2 separate regions of the Sus scrofa genome follow, and region 2 is linked to region 1. Evidence: chromatin contacts called from public Hi-C data. All regions are on one chromosome and are shown on one strand. Each heading gives the region's core, a stretch centred on a gene start, on an enhancer-like site or on the middle of the called end of the contact. The rest is flanking DNA. Distances are from core to core; before and after follow the strand shown.

Evidence for each region. A called contact is a pair of places that touch in the nucleus more often than the background predicts.
Region 2: a Hi-C map of skeletal muscle shows a contact between it and region 1, with 3 times the contacts expected there. The contact joins the promoter of LOC110256807 here to the promoter of ZRANB1 in region 1. A contact is called at or near these places in 5 of 47 Hi-C or Micro-C datasets (embryonic fibroblasts, liver, mesenteric adipose tissue and 2 more) and 2 of 2 datasets of contacts at active chromatin or transcription factors (alveolar macrophages and skeletal muscle).

Annotation. Positions count from the first base shown.
Region 1 is chr14:134,251,439-134,256,601 of Sscrofa11.1, forward strand. It overlaps ZRANB1 (ubiquitin thioesterase ZRANB1), which reads left to right and starts at 2,489. Exons shown (of 10, transcript XM_013983854.2): 1 at 2,489-2,669.
Region 2 is chr14:134,486,346-134,491,508 of Sscrofa11.1, forward strand. It overlaps LOC110256807, which reads left to right and starts at 2,353. Exons shown (of 1, transcript XM_021073633.1): 1 at 2,353-4,795. The coding sequence starts at 2,381. The coding sequence ends at 3,466. CTBP2 (C-terminal-binding protein 2) reads right to left here and starts at 2,460. Exons shown (of 11, transcript XM_021073631.1): 1 at 2,331-2,460.

The DNA.
Region 1 (5,163 bases), core at 1,239-3,738:
GTAAGTCACTTAAAATCTCTAGGCATTAGTTTCTCAATCTGCAAGCTGCAGGGCTGGGACAGTGTCAGTAGTTGCCTGCACATTCTAGACACCTGGGGAGTGTGTTGAAAGCATAGCCAGTGCAAGCTATCCTTCTGGGGATGGTTTCGGTAGGTCTGGGTGGGGCCCAGATATGCATATTTTGAAAAGTTCCTCAGGTAATTCTAATGGGTAGCCAGGGCTGAGACCCACTGGCCTGGTATCAAGTACCTTTTCAGCTTTAACATATTCATTTTTGGATCTGCTCTTCCTCTCAATTACAAGATGCTTCTCATTTGAATCTACTTAGCACATTCTACCTCATATTATAATCATGGTTATTTTTGCCTTGCCCTCTTTCCTATGCTGTAGTTTTCCCAAACACGGAATGTGTCTTACGCATTTTCGTGTGCTTGTTCTTCCTTGGCACATGGTACTTAGCTAAATTGAGCGAGGAGTTAATAAGCTTACCCAAACAATATCCCTTTCCTTTAACAAAAAGAACTACAACCCCAGTTAAGCAGAACACCCAATCCTGTGGTTCTTGCTAACTTGTAGGTGAGATTCAGGAAGGCTCTTAAAATATTTTCAAAGTGACATGTTGGTGGAATCATTTGTTCTTACACAATAACGTGATGTAATTTTATGTACCATTGTGTTAGTTATATGTTTGAGAATGTGTATTAAGTTTTGTAGGCAAAAGACTATTGCATTTCAATTTATTGATGCATCCTTGAGCAAATAATGTTTCTCTGGAAAGGTGGTGGTTATCGAAAATCTATCATAGAAATGGCTACGAGGATAAAACATATCAATAATTACAAAACAAACTGTTGGGGAAAGGAAGCTATATAGATTATTACTCTTCAGCCATAGTGAAGTAGCTCACACATCCTTTGCCATACACATGCAAAGAGAGACTACGAATACCAGGTACAGTGATGCTAGATAGTCTCCACCCAAGTTATAAAAATCCAATTAAACTCTGAAAAATACATTCTTTCTATTGAGGTGTTCAATAGAACTGCTAAATGCCCTTTGACAGCGCTGTAGTTCTTCAACAGATAACTTTTAAAGAGGTTTACAACTTTTAAAGAGCTGCTGTGTTTTGTGTCATTCAAACTCTCGAAATAAAATCTGAACTGTGAAAAGTGCAGGGTGAAATTTCACTGGGAAAAAACGGTTTTCCAGCCAGAAAAATATGACATACTCATGGGGTCTTAGCAAATAGCAAAATGACTTAGACTATCTGGCTATGGTTACATTAAAAAAGAAATACACAAAATACATCACCATATAACATATTCTCTTTATAAATCCTTTTATTTTTTTGGCCTCCCTGGGAATGTACAAGTTCCCAGGCCAGGGATGGAACCGGTGCCACAGCAGTAACAAGGAGGGGTCTCTAACCTGCTGTGCTACCAGGTAACTCCTTAACATAGTCTCTTTAGAACTTGGGCTCTGCTAATTCTCCTGGCTGTATTTTTTCCACGGCTATAACATATCCTCTTTCTTACTCTTGGACTTCACAGAGAAGGCAACCACTAGAAAATCAGTTTACCCAAAACTAGAGTTAGGTAGGAGGTAGTGGTGGTAGTGGAGACTGCACAAAAAGCAGCCTCCATGGCTTAAAAGTTTTTTTTCTTTAATTGAGATATAATTGGCATATAACTTCATGCTTTTTCATGATGTATATGGGTACATATATAATACATACATTATAAATATACACATACACACACATAAATGGATAGCCGTCTCGAAAGCAGGAATAAAAAACAGACGTAAAATATACATAAAGATTAAACTTTCAAAACCTAAATCTTTATCCTCCCTGGTATCAAGACTTTGAAACTCCCTAAGGCAAAGTGAGGCCGAATCGGGCACTAAGGAGTCCGCTCGGGGAGCCTTCGCGGTGGACTTAGAAGGGTGGTGAATCAGTCGCAGGGAAGAGTCACGCGGAGCAGTGCAGCTGCCACGACGCCCTCCGCGCCGCCCAGTCTGCGTCCCCAAACCCTGCGCACGCCGCGCTGGCCCGCCGCCTCCCGGCGCCCTCCGCCCGCCGCCGAGGTCCCGCAGCCCCAGCGGGCCTGCCGCCGCACAGAGGGCGGGGCTCCTCACAATCGGGCCGGGCGCCGGGGTGACGTCACCTTTCCGCGGCCCGCCTTCTGCGCCCGGAAAGAGGCGGCTGCCCATTGGCTGCGCCGCTCGCGGCCTCGGGGCCAATGACAGGGCGGCGAGCGGCGGGGTCCGGCCTTGACGTTGTGCAGCTTGCCGTGGGGTTTATTTGGCTCCGGGGTCCCGCACCGCCGCCATTAGGAGCCCGCAGCGTCCGAGGCCGCCCCCCTCTCTCCCCCCTCCCCCGGCGCCCCCCCCGTCTCCGCGCCTGCTCTCCGCCCCTCTGCCCCTGCCTCCCGCAGCCGGGAGCCGCGCGCGGGCCCGCGGAGACCATGTCCTGACTGAGGGGAGAGGGCGGAGGCGGCAGCAGCGGGGCGGGCGGCGGCGCGGAGGGAGGCGGAGAGGGGCCGGGCTCGGCTCGTTGCCCCGGGCTGCTCCGGGAGTCGCCGCGGCCGTCGCGGCCGCCGGGCGCCGAGCGTCGGACAGGGAGGAGGAGCAGGAGCTGGAGGAGGAGCCGCCGCCGCCGCCGCCAGGTAACCGGGCCCCGGGAGGGCGTCCCGCCGCAGGCCCCTCGCGGCCCCGCCGCGGCCTGCCTGGCCCCTCGCTCCCTGACGGCGCCCAGGCCGCCGGTCTCCCGGGCGGCCCGCCCGCGCCCCCCGAGGCGGCTTCGCAGGCTGGGAGAGGGGAGGGGGCCCGGCCCGGCCCCGCTGTGCTTCCATCTTGGGCTTTCCAGGTGCGGGGACAGGCCCGGGGCTGTGGGAGGGTGGGTCCGCCGGCTTGTTTACCGACCATCGATCAGCCGCGCTGGCTGGACGCGCCGCCGGCCCGGCCACCTCTCTTCCGCCAGATTCCCCCTCCCCCCAACTTCTTTTCCTGCCACCTACGGGCAGATGAGTGGGATTTTGCTCCCATTCTGCAATAGGCCCGAAATACTTGGGTCCGTCGCCACAAGTTGGTGCAGGTTCCCAAACTTGGATTTCGGTCCCTTGGTGGCTTCCTCTCCGCCTCCCGCGGTGGCCTCCACTGGTCGCCTTTTCTGTCTAAGGAAATAAAGGTGGGGGCGACGGGGGTGGGCTGGGGAGGCGGAGCTGGAACTGGTGGAAAGACTGTCTGCCCCTCTCCTCGCAGTTACGCTTGTACAGTGCGACTGGGTGCTATTTTCTCCACTGTGGCTTGGTGTGGGTCATTTCACAGACAAAAGGACTGAAATGCATACTTGCATTAAGCACCAGGGACCTGTTTAGGTTCAGCCTGGAAGTTTGAGCCGGCCCATTATCTTTGAGATACGCTGGTGTTTTGAAACTCTCTCGTTGAGAATTTAGTCTTTCAGTTATTTGATTGCCTTTTCCGTAACTCTGTAGACCCTCAGGTTAAACGCCGTCTCCTCTGCCCAGTATTTTGGTCTGTGTGCTCGCCGTATGATATTTTGTTGTCAGTACATTTAATGTACAAAAATACTCTTTGGGGAACACAGTTGAAGAGAAATCTTTAGCTCTGGGAAACGTTACATAATGAGTGGCTTTTCTCTCTGAGGTCTCTCTTTAGTTGATTTCTTTATCACTTGTGCGACCTCAAGGGTACCCATGTTTTCATCAAACATGGATGACTCAGTGTTCAGAACATAAGCCAGGGGAAACCATAAGGAATTTTGATCTTGGCTTGTGCCAAGGGCCTTAGCAAAGTAATCTAAACTATGTTTGTGAAAAATTAAGCCGGATCGCTCCTCCTGGTTATTAGTCTTATGAATTAAATGAGGTAATTGTGAAGACATGTAGAAACCTGCTGGTCCCTTGACTTTGGATCGTATAACGAGATACGCCGTATCCTCCTTCTACTAAAATTTTATTAAAAATTTTTATAGGGCTGTTAGGGGGACTAAGAGGACAGCAAGGGCACATTTTAATCTTTGGGGAGGATATTATTTGAATGCCATGAGGGGTTTTTATTTCTGTTGATGCTTCAACACCTTTTATTAATGCTTCAGAGCGTTGAGACACCCATTTGTTTACTCTTGAAATGTGCATGGATAGTAGATAACTCATTCGTGGTAGTATAATTTTAATCCTGTGGCCCTTGTACACTGATAAGGGTTAGGGCATGTTAACATTGAAAGTCTCTGAATTAGCATAGTTTCAGAACTCGTGATCCAGTTGTATATTTGAGGTAAATTGCCTCCTGTGCGTAATTGATATAGTGAGAGCTGTTCAGTGTACTTTATACTTGTATTACTTTTATAATAGATGGACACTTTAAATACTTGGGAATCGCAAAAGTAGACCACTGTAGCTTTGTATTTAATTTGATTCAATGTTGAGCCCTGCTGCTCACTTTCCTCCCTCCCGATAATGAGCTCTTGGACCTGGGCTTTGAACACCTTTTCTTAGGGTGGTGTGCGGCTTCACCTGGAATATTTTTGTACATTAAATTTACCCACTAATGCTTTGGGTAAATAATATCTTGCATATTTTAATATTCACCTTCTCACATCTCAACATAAAACTTCGAGAGCACTCCTTGTCACATGCAAAGTAAAGTTTAAGCTCCCTGGTGTGGTTTTCAGGTTTCTCTATAATCTGGCCCTGATCCATTCTTCAGTCTTAACTCTTATTTCTTCCCTTTGTGAACCCTTCCTTCCAGCCAGACTGATTTGTTTGTTGTTCCTGTGAAGTCCTCCTCTTGGCTTTCCTTTGTGCCTTTCTTTGTGCTCTATTCAAGGATCCTCCCTTTACTTTGGGCCCTGTCTCTTGAGAAGCCTTTTTAGCTACTTTAACCCCAAGGGATCTGTTCTCTCCTTTGAGAGACTGTTTTCTTTCTTCTTCTGTTTTTTCCTTAGCATAGGCTAGCCTGGATTTTAGTTTATCTCTTAATGTTTGTTTTTTTTGTTTGTTTGTTTGTTTGTTTTCTTGGCTGCGTGTGTGGCATGTGGAAATTCTTGGGACAGGGATCGAACCTGTGCTACAACAGCAACCCCCGTGGCTGCAGTGAAAACTCTGGATCCTTAACCTGCTGCGCTACACGGAACTACTG
Region 2 (5,163 bases), core at 1,103-3,602, 230 kb after region 1:
CTACCCTTCGAGCCATTCACATCTGACTCTAAGAACTTAACCCGATCCTCCAGTCTTTAAAGAGGGGAAAAATCCAGAATGATCTGTTTACCCCGGATAGGGCAAGTGAGCCCTGCTTCACGACGTAGGCCACTGCCAGCCGCCTCCACCGCAAGGTCGCAGAACAAGCGGGGATTTCTACCAAAAATTCCTCCTTTCCCCCGTCAAATACTAAACAAGGGGACCCCTGGAGCCAACTGCTGCTTGGGCCGCCTCGGGAAAAAGTATTCGGGGGCTGGAAGCACCACACGCACTCTCGCGCACACGCACACAGTGTCCGTGACCATCGGCGGCGGCGGCAAGCGAGCCACCGGAGGGAGTGTGTGCGCGTGTGTGTGTCTCGCTGCGGCCAGCGGTGACCGCGCCGAGCTCCCGGGCCCGCGGCCTCCCAGCACCAGGGAGCTGCGTGGGCTGCGCACGACCGGCCACGCCGCGGGCCTCCCGCTGGTGAAAGATCTCTGCGCGCCTCGGCTCCCGGGCGCCTCTGCCCAACTTGCCCCGGGGCGTTGGGAAGAGCGCGAGGGAGAGAAAGAAAGGCGCTTCCCTCTGGTCGCTCGGGTCCGTCCGGCGCCGCGGAGGACAAGGAGGAAGAGGCGACCGCGGCCGCCCGGCTGTCGCTGCGCCGCGCCGAGTTACCGCGGCCCGGGGCGCGCCCCCGCCAGCCCCTCCTGCGAAACTTTTTCTTTTTGGATCGCCCCACCCGAAAAGTGCGGCCAGGGCGGGGGAGGCCGGCGGGCCGGGTTCGCGGCGGCGGCGGCGGCGGCGGCGGCGGCGGCGGCGGCAGCGGCGGCGGGCGAGGAGGAAGTGGTGCTGGCGGGAGCGCGGCCGGGCAGAGGAAATGCCCAGCCAGCCCGGCCCCCGCCCGCGCCCGCGCCCGCCGCCCGGCTCGCCCCGGGCCCCCGCCCCGCTGCGACTTTGGCGGGCCGAGCCCGGCGCGGCAGTGGTGGTGGCGGCGGCAGATGTGGCCCGGCTGCCCGGAGAAGCCAACAATGCGGGGCCGGCAAAACAAAAGGGTTCCACTTCGCCTCCTTTCCCGTCTTTCACTTGCGCTCCCGGGGCGCCGCGCGGGATCCCCTGCCGGCAGGGGCCGCTCCCCTGGGGGCCCCGAGCCGAGCGCGCCCCGGTTTCCCAGTGGACCCTCAGCTCCCCTCCCCCGCCCCCGCCCCGCAGGCGAAAGGCCCGGCGCGCTCGGACTCCCGGTCCCGAGGGATCCGGGTGTATTGTCCCCGCGGCGTGCCGCGCGCTCGGCCTGGGTCGCTGGCAGCCCCCGCGCGCGCACCCACCGGCCTCGGGGAATGGGAGCCGGGGGCACCTAGGAAACCGTCGCCGAGACGCCGCCGCCGCCGCTGCCCTCCGGACGCCGCCGCACTCGGGGTTTCTTTTTTTTTTTTTTTTTTTTTTTTTTTCCCAATCCTGATGGGAAGGAAGGTGACCGCCTACTTCGCATTCATCAACTCTCATCACAACAACAAAAATCCTGGCGCAAACGGCGGCCAGCGGGCGCGATCCGCGGTGGCGGGGGGGGGGGGCGCGGGCAAGGACCCCCAGGCCGGCGCCCACCCCCAAGCGCCGAGCAGGGACACCGGGCCGGGGGCGCAGACCAAAGATGTCCTCGGATGCCGGCTCCGTGTCCTTCGCCCTCCTCCTCCTCCCCCAGTGGCGCAGTGAGGCGCGGGCGCGGCGCCCCCAGCCCGTGGCCGCAGGTGAGGCGGGGGCGGGGGCGGCGGCGGCCCCAGCCCTCCCCCGGGGCCCCCCTTACCTCGTCCTGGGCCGCCGGCGTCCAAGGCGAAGGGCGCCCACCCGGGAGGCGGCGGCGGCGGCGGCGGCGGCGGCGGCAGCGGCGGCGGCTCCCGCCCCTCCCACCCCACCCGGCGGCGGTGGCGGTGGCGGCGGCTGTGCGGCCCCCCCCTCAGCGCGGCATGGCTCCCGGCTCCGTCCCTCGCTCCTTGGGCCGCCGCCGGCTCTTCTGGGCCGCTCCCGGGCCACCTTAAAATGACACACGCACACAGGGACACACACACAAAAACTTAATCTCTCCAGCTCCCCGCCCCTCCCCCTACTGCCCTTCCCTCTCCTCCCCCTTCTCTCCCCTCCCCACCCTATCCCTCCCCTTCCCTTCCTCCTCCTCCCCTCACCGCCGAGCCTCTTCCTACTTCCCCACCCACCCCACCCCCTTCCTCCGCCCACCCGGCTCCCGATCCTCCCCAGCTCCGTCCCGGCCCCACGCCCGCCGGCCGGGAGGGGGCTGCGCTGGGGGTCCCCGGCCCGCCCTCGCCCCGCGCTTCGCTCACCCCCAAGAGGATGCTAATTCCAACTTGGATCGGGGGAGGGAGCGTCCTGGATGCCGAGCGCCTCCCGGCTATTTGCTCTTCTTTATTTGTTTTCTCCTCCGGGGAAGGAGGAGGAAAACGGAGAGAAAAGGAAAGGGAAAGAAGCGACGCCGACTGCGTCTCCCGGTGGCCGCTGGCTGCGCAGGAGCGAGGCGGGAGGCGAGGTGAGGGTCGCCGCCCGCTCACTCCTCGCTCCTTTTTTTTTTTTTTTTTTTTTTTTTTTTTCTCCTTTTTTCTTTTTTTTTTTTGGGCAAAGGCGGGGTCTCTCTTTGCAAACCAATGACACAACCCCACATGGGCCGGCCTCGCCCCCTACGGATACTCTTCACTACAAATCGGCTCTCTCGGGGATTAGTGGCTCCGCGAAAGTGCACACAGGCGCGGCGGGCGGGCGAGGGGGCCGGGCGCGGCGGGCACTCCCCGGCCAGGCCCCGCCCGGGAGGCCCTCGCGTAACGCTGGGGCCCTGGCGGCAGGGGTGGGGGTCCAGCGGCGGCGGCGGCCAGGAGTCCGGCCCTGCCTTCGCCCTCCTTCCTCCTCCGCCCCTTCCACGTGGGGCCCCGGGCGGCCGGCCACGTGGGGGGACGCGAGCCCGGGCGGACCGCGGCGCGGCGCCCCGAGGCGGCCCTGGCTCCTTCGGGCCCCCGCCGGGCCCACGGCGCCGACGACCTGCCCCCTTCCCGGCCCCACGGCTCCAACTTCCTCCCGGGCCCCCGCGCCGGCTGCCTGTGCCTTCTCAAGGCCCGCGGGGTCAGGCGCAGGCCGGCCACAGGGGGCACTTGCGCTCCCCAAATCCGGATCCGGGAGACGGTGCCCGCGCCTGGCCCGAGGGGCGGCGATAGCTGTGGGTGCGCGCAGAGGGAGCCCTGTGTGCTGGAACTTGCAGCGGTTGCGTTCCCTACAAGAAGCAAAAACATTTTTTACACATCAAAAAAAAAAAATGTTCCTTCCTGTTGCTTGGATCTCGCCGGGGCTATTTTTAAAGCCTCGCCTTGGGTGGGAGCTCCGGGCCTCGCGGGACGGAGGCGCTCTGCGGCCGCAGCGGCTCCAGAGAATCAAGGACCTGGGCTCGCGCGCCGCCCCAACGCGCCGAGGTTAGTGTCTGAACACCAGGATCCAGGCCGAGCGCCGGCCGCACCTAGACGAAATTGCACGCCCGTGACCCGCGGTGTGGGAGCCCAGTTTGCGGAAAGGAGTCAGCGGCTGCGGGCTGGGAGGGCTCTTTTGCCTGCGCCCCAGAGCCCCCCAAACTCATCTCACGTCTCTGAGATCGGCCGCGCGTCCTGCAAGAGCCCCTCTTGGGCTGAATGGAGCCCTTAGTCTCGATCTGTTTAAAAACCATATTGAGATGTTAGGAACTGGATTGAGACGTTGAGCAGCAAAGGCGTGGGAAGGGGTGTGTGAGGTCTGGCCTCTGCAGGCCGCAGGGACTGCCATGCCCGGATCTGAGTGGCGGAGTTGAGCCTCCCACGTACCCGGAGTGCACCACACCCTACCAACCGGAGGAAACTTGGGCTGGGGCCTGGGGCCAGAGAAAGGGCCACCGAACCGCTGGACCCTCTTCTGCATCCCGAAGAGCTCTGCTCTAGGCCTCTCGGTCTATTGACATTTTTAAAACTCCAGCGCCCGCCCGCAGCGGGGGGTGAGTTCTCGCTACTCGTTTGCTAAAGCTGCGCCCAGGTTGGCCTGTGCGACAGGCAATGTGGGGGCCTTGACTCCGGATGACCGTTTTATCATCAAACAATAGGTTTTCAAACCCCACTGAAGACCTCCTAGAAGTGCTGGCAGTGCCGGGCCAGGCATTTAAAACGCACTAGCTCAGAAAATTCAGTTACTAAGATGTCCGAAGCTGGTTTTCTACTTGTCCTAATAGGCCCGGGCCAGGCCAGCTGAGTGGCTCCGGAGTCTACGGTACAGGTGAAAAACTGCCAGACTCCTGCTGTGTTCGGGGTCTCCATCTTCTGACGACCCTGCATCCCCAGAAACTTCTTCAGGGCTCTCCCCTCCGCATCAGTTTTGACTCAAGGTCACCGAGCCTAAGAAAGTTCTGGGCTGCACACGGACCCCGCCCACCCCCAGGGTACTGGGCTCCTGGTACAGGCGTTTCTATCTTTCTTAGGTGTGAGCTATAACAATCATGACGAGTTCCTGCTTCTTTATTTCACAGATGATCTTTGGTCCTGAGTGGCCCTCTTTCCACTCAGAAAACAGGGAACGTCAGCTAATTTTTCACATCACTTGTTCCACTTTCATGGCTACTACCAATTTGACCTAACTTAGAAAATGCTGTGTTGTTTTGAAAACGTTTAAAAAAAAAAAAAAAAAGTCATCCTGGGAGCAAAAATCATTTGTCATTTCAACTTGATACCCTATATTTTGAAATGTTGAGTCCATTTGCCTCCAACATGTGAGTTATTTCAAACTCCAATTATTTTATTTTATTTATTTATTTATTTATTTGTTTATTTATTTGTTTATTTTGCCTTTTAGGGCTGCATTCATGGCATAGGGAGGTTCCCAGGCTAGGATCGAAGTGGAGCTGCAGCTGCTGGCCTACACCACAGCCACAGCAACACGGGTTCCTGAACCCACTCAGTGAGGCCAGGGATCCAACCCGCATCTTCATGATGACGTGTCGGGTTCTTAATCCAATGAGCAACAACAGCAACTCCACAAACTCCAATTTTTTAAAAAAGACATCCCCCCTCAGGAAAAAAAAAAAAAAAACAAACCCAGTCCAATTAAAAAATGGCCAGACTTGAATAGACATTTCTCAAAGGAAAATACAGAAGTGAC